Regions from separate parts of the Ovis aries genome. Here region 1 is linked to region 2. A link is a contact called in public Hi-C data. All regions are on one chromosome and are shown on one strand. The core of a region is the stretch at or near the end of the contact, and the rest is flanking DNA. Distances in the headings are between cores, read along the strand shown.

Region 1 (4,369 bases), core at 115-2,614, 120 kb before region 2:
TAATTTAACTCTTCAGTTTGGTAATGTTCACTTGTCAAAGATGATAAAGATGGAGTGAAGTATGTAGACTACATAAAAACCAGTGAAACTCAAGATAAAGATCTGTTATGCTCAGTGAATGCCAATGTATGTTGTAAATATATGGGGCAATGAGAACCCAAGGCTGGCAGCTGAGAAAAAAAGTACATTAGATAAGAGCTGCTCCCCAGAAAGAAAATTTTCTCTTGTAATTTTTATTAGATTTCAGCTGACAATATGGCTTTTTACATAAAAACAATTGGGAAGAGAAGATTCCTTTTTTACTTTCTGTATTTTCCTTTGACTTAGCAGTTTATTCCAGTTTTTGTTCATTCATTCAACAAAAATTTGCTGAGTACTAGCTGTATGCCAAGTACCATTCTAATTTCTGGGGACACAACAATAGAGAAGATAGTAAGGTCCTTTCTTTATATGCTGTTAGAATTTCATGTCTTTATCTATAAAAAAGTTATAACTAATTATAATAGTATCCATCAGACAAGCTGAAGTACGATAAAGGAGGCATTCTCTGAGAGAGGGGACCTGACAAAGAAACCGTATTTCCTTGGAATTTGGGGTTCCTTCTGTTTACTTTGCATGTACATCAAATAATTCCAGTATCTATTTGAAAAATACTGTTTACTTAGTTCTGGCTTTATCCAGATTTACAGTGATTTTGGCTATACCCTCAAAGCATTTCCTTGCTCTGCTAGGCTGCAGTCCATGGGGTCTCTACGAGTCGGACACAACTGAATGACTTCACTTTCACTTTTCACTTTCACGCATTAGAGAAGGAAATGGCAACCCACTCCAGTGTTCTTGCCTGGAGAATCCCAGGGACAGGGGAGCCTGGTGGGCTGCCGTCTATGGGTCACACAGAGTTGGATATGACTGAAGTGACTTAGCAGCAGCAGCAGCAGCAGCAATCATATATAGGTGATGTCATGGCACTGTCCTCAGGCCTTTGTGGCCATGCTCAGTACGACACGGCTGCCTCAAAGTTCAAGACTCTGGTTCTCACAAAAGAGCCACTGGCTCACAAACCAAGCACATTTCTTCCCTTTTTCCACTGTAACATTCTTTCCCAAGAGTATAAATCTCAGGCTGATATTTAACATTCCTTTGAACTGAACCATGGACTTTTACCTTGTACTTCTTGAAAGAGTGGAGAGCTAAGCTTCCATTATGCATATTTATAAACATGTTCTAAACGGAAGGCATGATTTTGTAATTCTCTAGTCATGGGTCTTTGAAACTATTTTGTAAGAGAACATCTAGAAACATCGCACTGGATCAGGCTGATTGCCTGGTTTAGGATTCTGTCTCAGGGTGGAGTCCACGGGGCAGTGGAATGTCACTGTTGCTAAACATGGCTCAACCTTGACAAGGTGCTGACGTTTCCCAGAACCTCTGGAATTAAAAACTCCTTTCACTTAAAAAACATTAATTCTGAAATCGAATTAACTAACACCAGTAGAGGTTTATAAGTTTCGGGAAACTAATTTTACCCTAGGCTTCCTTATTTTGGAAAATGAAATTACCACAAGCTCAAAGTTTATGAGATGTTCCTGTTGTTTATTTATTTATTTTGCATCAGAAATTATGACAGCCTCTGTAGTTCTTTTAAAATTTAATTCTTATTTTGATAACTGCATAGTGTTTTAAATATAAGTTTTGAAGAAAGCTATGGTTATACGACATTGCATGGATCACAAAGAATAATGTTGAAAACTAGTCCTATTTCCCTAAAACACCAGTATCTCAAAGTTATTAGTTTTTAAAGTCTGCCTTACATGGACAGCAACAACCTTGCCTTCCTTTCTTCTTTCCTACCCCCTTTCTTTCTTTCTTTCATGGTAAGAATGGATAACACAAGATCTAACCTCTTAAGCTCTTAAAGATACAGTACAGCATCACTATGGAGTAGGAAATGGCAACCCACTCCAGTGTTCTTGCCTGGAAAATTCCATGGACAGAGGAGCCTGACAGGCACAGTCCATGGTGTTGAAAAGAGCCGGACACGACTGAGCGGCTAGGCACGCACACGTAGCGTCATTAACCACCAATACAGTGTTCTCCAGCGGATCTCTAGAACTTAACTCATCTCACACAACTGAACTTTATACCCACTGAACAGCAGCTCTCCAGTTTTGCTCCTCTCAGTCCCTGGCAATTACCATTCTCTTCCCGTTACTCTGCGTTTGACTGATTTAGATACTGAGGAAACATTTTCGATATCAGCAAGTTTTAGGATCTCTCCATAAAGACTTATCCTGAGCCACCATTACTTAGGCACCTTACCTTACCTTATTTTGAGTATCTTTATTTTAAAAGTAACCTTATAGAAACCTGAGCTCTTTGAAGGAAAAGTATGTACATTGTAATACATAATTACATTCATGTGTTCGTCCAAAAGATCCTGTATCCGGTGCTGGAAATACTCATTTCTCTATCCAGTCAGAACTCAGCACCAAGCAATTGCCAACATGTGTATCTCTGTACCACTAGTGTCAATATTTTGGTTTGATAACGATCTTGTAGTTATTGAGGTTAGACATGGTTTGGTAACTGAGAAGTCTTAGATAGGGAGTTAGAAGGATTAGCAGCGACCAGCTTTTTAAATCCAGGAAATCTCTGATAAAAGAAGTCTGGAGTGAGGGGAGTTAGACCTCAATCCACCAGCAAAGATTCAACTTTTCTGCAAAAGTGCTTTCGTGAGGACTCTTGGAAGGCAGGGACACACAGGGCTGTAGAGTTCAGGTGTACAGGCTGAGGGCAGCGCCCAGGAAGAAAAGTGAAACACAGACCTCCATCACTGAGCTCTTTACTCCTGTGCATTCACTGCGAGTGTCCTTACTACCTCTAGCACTTCTGCATAATAGACCAGGAGATCAAACTTGCTGTCCCGTTGCCTGTCCTGTGTGCAGGACAATTTGAGAAAAGCCATTGTCTTTCTATTTGCTCTCATGACCACATTCACAGGATAAGTTGAGTAGTGTCTCAAAAATGTAGTCTAGCTTTAAAGAACTTCCAGCCATGTAAATTACATTTTCACTTTTTCTATTTCATACATGAAGGAAGCAGGGCCCAGAGAGGTTAAGCATCCTGACCAAAGTTGCAGAGCAAGTTCAAAGTTGATTCCAAGTTGGTTCTCTCTCTCTCTCTCTCTCTCTCTCTCTCTCTTTTTTTTGCATTGTGGTATCTTTTGTAGGTAGAAACATTTCTTTACTTATTCCACATGAGATGATTTCATTTTGAAGAATTGAAAAAATTAAATGCTTCAATATATATGTTATAAAAATTTTAAACCCATATCTGGGAGCTGGTAGCTGTTCATAGCAATACCCCCTTATCTGTGGATAAGACCCCACTGGATGCCTGAAACCTTGGATAGTACCAAGCCCTATGTACTATGTTTTTTCCTATACCTACATACCTATGATAAAATTCAATTTATAAATTAATCACAGTAAGAGATTAACAATAGTAACTAATAACAAAATAGAACAATTATAACAATACAGTATAATGAAAGTTATGTAAATGTGGCCTCTCTCTCAAAATATCTTATTGTACAAAGTTAATGTCTTTTCCATTTTAATTAAGTACTTATCACACACTGGGGGCATAATTTTTACAGTTTATAATGTGACTGCAAAACCTGCATGGATTTCTTTTTTCTTCTTCACAATTTCATAGATAGAAACTTTGTTTTTTACTGTAGATCTTAGCAGCCTCAGCATGTTTTTCTTTTTTCCTTGTGAAGTCAAGAACTTCCCCTTTATCATTTAGAAATAGCTCCTCTTGTGCTGTGCTTAGTTGCTCAGTTGTGTCTGACTGTTTGTGACCCCATGGACCGTGGCCTGCAAGGCTTCGGCATATCCTAATTACCAGTATAACTGCTCTGGGGCTTGGAGGTCATTATTAGGTAAAATAATTGTGACTTGAACACAGCACTGAGATACCACCATGGTTGATCTGATAACTGAATCGGCTCCAAACTGACTAACTAATGGGGCAAAGGGATAATATTAATACTATCTTGGGTGGGTTGGGGCAAGAGGGCACAAGATTTCATCATGCTACTCAGAATGGCATGCGATTTAAAACTTATGAATTGTTTATTTCTGGAATTTGCCATTTGATGTTTTCAGATGGTGGTTGACTGTAACAAACTGCAGAAAACAAAACCATGATAAGGGTGGCGCTGCTATACAGGTATCAATTGTTTCCATTACCTGTGTATTTAAACGGCTGATATAAGAGAGACTGGCTAGAACAGTATCTCTCCAGCAACTGTTTAGGTTCAATCCTAGCTCTACCACTCTACTGGCTGGGCAGCCTCAGGCAA
Region 2 (4,254 bases), core at 950-3,449:
CTGGGGGGACTCCATGACTCCCCACTACTGATCTTTCTATAAACTTAAGGAGGAAACTATGGAGAAAGTGTCATTTTTAGTGTCTGGTAAAGACCCCTGGGAAAGTGAGGTCATGAGCAGTCTAGGATGATCTCATCTAGTTATTTAGGGTGTTGAATGTGATGGCACATGGGGAAAGCAGTTACTGTGAAATGGTTCATAGCTGGTAGAGTGGATTAACTGCCAGGAAAAGCAGAAGCAAACCCTGGGGGAACACTTTTCATCCCCACATTTAGGAATAACAGGGAGCTCTTTTACACTGGCAGCACGTTTTTTTTTTTTTCCCTCCCAGAAAAGATAACTTTCCTCAAGGGGATCTGGTGAATGAAGCAGTGTCTCTTCACCCTCGTGGTGATGGGCGTGAATCCGGCACTAACATAAAAGAGGAATTAGCTTGGACATACCGCACACTTGGTTTGGCCTGGTCCCACACCTGTGCTCTTGCCACTTACAGCAAATATGAAGCAAGCAGTCTGCACTGTGGCTTGAGATAAAAGGTATTTTAATATGCTCAGGTCACATATTATCATGGCCAATAGTAATTTTATATCATTTTCTTAAAGGAAACCGCACTCCTAGTAATAATTTTTTCCAATGAAGCAAAATTTCGCATGACAGGAAGTTTGACATATAACTTTTTCATTTGAATAATAGCATTGAATCCTCTCCATGCCAAGTAGAAATTTTAAATATCTTTATTATTTCTTTTGATATGCAAACGATAAGGGGGAAAGGTTTGGAAGACCCTTAGCTAAACTTCTAATGATTCTATTTTCTTTAATAGTGAAGAATTTTTTACAGCTTTGGAGACTTTTCCTTTTTCAAGAGAAACAATATAAACAAACCAAAAAAAAAAAAAAAAAAAAAGGAAACCTTTTCCTCTCCTACTTTAAGAACCTTGAGGGCTGAAACAGTGGTTCGGTTTCCTGACTGCCAGCTTTGGTTTGCCGTCTCTCAGCTGTCTTGTGCAATTCCCCAGAGGAAATATTTGAAGAGGGTTTTTCTCCCACATGAGAGAGTTTCATCCCACACAGCCCGCAGATTCTGACTGCAAACTTCATGGACTAAGTGTCTGGTTTTCCAGAAGTAGCTGCGGAGGACGTTTTTCCTTCACAGGTGCACGACACATATTCTCAGACCTCAGAGATCAGGCTGTAAAGTCCGAAGTCTTTAAAAATGAGGGTAGCTTAAAGACTATCTCTCTGGCAATCAGATCAATTTTTACTAGATAAGGAAAAAGAAGGTGACAAGCAGGGATCAAACTTCCAAAGCCTTCAAGCTGATCGTTCTTTACAACCCTCGGGTGTAAACAGAAGTATTGGATAATCTGGCCTGTATTTTTCTCTGACTGTGGAACACATTGAAATGCTTTATGTTTAGGTGTGTGTATAGAAATTCATGAAGTTCTTTTATACACTTCTATTCCAGCACAATTCTCATTTTAGGACGTCTTGAAAAGACAATTTTGTGCTCTCACGTTGTGCCGTAGCTTGTCAATTTGGATTTGTTCTTTCCTATCTACCAGCCACCTGATTATGGTCTCTGGGCAAAGGGTACCCGTTGGCATCATTTTTTCCAAGCACTTAAACCTGGAAAGATATTTTTTAAAGGACTCACAGAAGCTGTCTTGGGGGTTTGGAAAACATGGCAAAATTGTTAGCAGACCTTTGTGCTATTTTTAGGAAACTAATTGTGTTCTTTTAAAGTACATTTTTGACAATGGGACAAAGTTTTCCTTGCCCCCACTGTTACGTGAAATATTTACAATGAAAAGCGATCAGGAAAACACCCCAAACAGATACACTTTAACCTCGGCAACAGCCAGCAACCAGGGGAAAAAGTGATTTAAAAGGCGAAAAGGTTTTTGCAATATTTATGCTGCTGTTTCTGCCCCAAACGAACTTTTATTTTACCGTTCAAACAGAAGTTTGTTTTCAAACCAGTTGCTGGTTTAAAGGAGCAGCCGATCTGGCATCCATAAGAATCAGCTCTAACCAAACAGTAAGCACGTTGACCAGGGGAAACTGATTCCCCCAAAGCAACCCCCAGTAGGTCAGATGCCTGCAGAAGGGTTATCTTACCTTGAGCAAGTAAGATCCAGGAGAGAGGCTCGGGGGCTCCCACAGGAGAGGACCGGGAAAGTGCTCTGATCCGCTGCTGGTAACATGCACTTGGCTTTTATGGGCAGGTGGGAGGAGCCGCTCCTCATGGTAGGTGGGCAGAGGAGCAGCGGCGGGCGGGCAGCCCCGGGAAGCTGGACACTCTTCTCTGGGGAGGGGCGGCGAGGGCAGAGCCAGGAGCCGGAGAGAGGGAGGAGGGGCGGGGAGGGAGGAGGGTGGAGGAGCGGAGGAAGCAGTGGAAACGGGAGAGGAGGGAGAAGGAGAGAAAAAGAGAGACAGAGAGAGACAAGAGAGAAAACTTATAAAGGGATGTAGTCCACAGACAGGGAAAAGACTGGGGAGAAAACGACCAGGAGACTGAGACAGTCAAACAAGCAAGATACGGAGGGAAAGCAGAATTTTGATGATTTGCCATTTTGTATGACATTTTAGATGGCAGTGGTGTTGGGGAGCGAGTTGTGAGTGACGGAGAATAACAATAGGTATTTTCTGTGAATTCGTAAACCTAAATAACGGTTCAGGAATATTTGGAATTTCACAGGCAAGGGAAAGGAGGGGAAGCTGGCCCTCGGAGTAGCGCATCCCGAGCTCTGGATGGGCGCGGAGAAGGGCTGGCCACAGCCGGCTGCCATCCGGCCGCCCTCCTGCGTCCTGGTCTCCCACCCCCCGCGGGTGAAAGCCGGCCCTTCACTCATCACTCCCCACTGTGCTTTGTGACCAGCAAGTTCTCCTGGTGCTGCCGGTAGTGCGCAGCATCCAGAGGCCCCTCGGGAGACTTCTGCAGCATTAAGGTAAATCCAGCAAAGGTTGGAGAGGATCAGCGGAGATTGGCTTGTGGAGAAAGGAACCTCAAAACCAGCCTCGGTCCTCCAACATCTGCTTATGTAACAGGATTGCAGGGCTCTCTGCCCTCTGGTTATTTTCGGTATTTTAAAAACTCTCATTCCTAGCAATTGGAAAACGTCTTGGTGCCATAGCTCTCTGTGTGTCTTAAACATTAAGAGGATTCAACCAACAAGAGGCTGAAGGATCAGGCCGAAATTCTTAAGAAATACATTCAGAGAAAGAAAAACAAACTCCTTTAGCTGCTGAGCCGTGACTCACTTCCTAGCCCAAGTTTGATTTTTGCCACCACAGGAATTAAAGCATTTGAAAAGAGAGAACCTGAGCCTTGAGGGTGAGGGGTACTGACAAGGGGAAAGAAAGAGGCAGGGAGATGGATGGATGGGCCTGAAAAGAACAGGGGAAATAACTTTTACTGACAATATTGATATATAACTATATAAATGTATAGTAATATATTCACACATGAAACTTGATTCATTTCACCACAGCCTTATGGAGTCAAATATGATTCATATTGTGTAGTTTTTTTTTTTTAAAGAAAGGAATTTCAAAGGGTTAAGCAACTAGCTCAAGCTAGCAAGAAGGGGAGCCGTATTTGGTGAGCTTCCAGAGCACGTGTACTCTGCACATGAGGCCACCATATAGAATGCCTGACCTGGCCTCAGGTTAGTCCTGATGTCTTTGTGTGTGGAGTGGGGAGAGGTTATCAGACTCCAAGAGAAGGAAAAATGATGACCAAGAGCCGAATATGTTGAACTGGGTACTGTTGACATCTTGGTCCAGATAATTCTGGTGAGAACTTTTTCTGGCTATTATAGGATGTTGAGCACTATCTCTGGCCTCTACCCACCAGATGCCAGTAGCACTCTCCTTCTTGAGTTATGAGAATTGAAAATGTGCCTACACTTACCCAAATTGCGGGGGAGGAGGAGCAAAAAAAAAAACTCCTCCCTTTAAGAACCATTGGTTGTAAAAGGTCCACAGATATAAAAAAGGATTTTAAAGAAATTCATAAGAAAATATCCAACAGTGGTATTTGGATAATAGTAATATTAGTTGTCATATGTGTTTAGGTTACATTGAACATAACTTTTACATTTTCATAATCCCATCTGTCTGCCTCTAGACTTCAAAGCCTCAATTGCTTTCTTCCTAACTAATCTTATTCTCATTCGGATACAGCTGGGAGTCAACAACCCCCTGTGCCTGGGATATGAGGAGAATTAATGATATACGAGGTGAAACATTT

Evidence for each region. A called contact is a pair of places that touch in the nucleus more often than the background predicts.
Region 1: a contact with region 2 is called in a Hi-C map of skin fibroblasts, with 1.8 times the contacts expected there. The contact joins the enhancer-like site here to the promoter of COL8A1 in region 2. A contact is called at or near these places in 4 of 16 Hi-C or Micro-C datasets (retroperitoneal adipose tissue, skin fibroblasts and tail adipose tissue).

What each region holds. Positions count from the first base shown.
Region 1 is chr1:164,955,241-164,959,609 of ARS-UI_Ramb_v3.0, reverse strand. All of the region lies in intron 2 of COL8A1 (collagen type VIII alpha 1 chain), which reads right to left. All of the region lies in intron 7 of FILIP1L (filamin A interacting protein 1 like), which reads left to right. Among named protein-coding and RNA genes, the nearest start is that of CMSS1, 62 kb to the left of the region's middle. Within about 2 kb of position 1,364, at least 9 of the 54 cell types and tissues checked have an H3K27ac peak or open chromatin away from gene starts, as enhancers often do.
Region 2 is chr1:164,839,964-164,844,217 of ARS-UI_Ramb_v3.0, reverse strand. COL8A1 (collagen type VIII alpha 1 chain) reads right to left here and starts at 2,199. Exons shown (of 5, transcript XM_060416596.1): 1 at 2,121-2,199.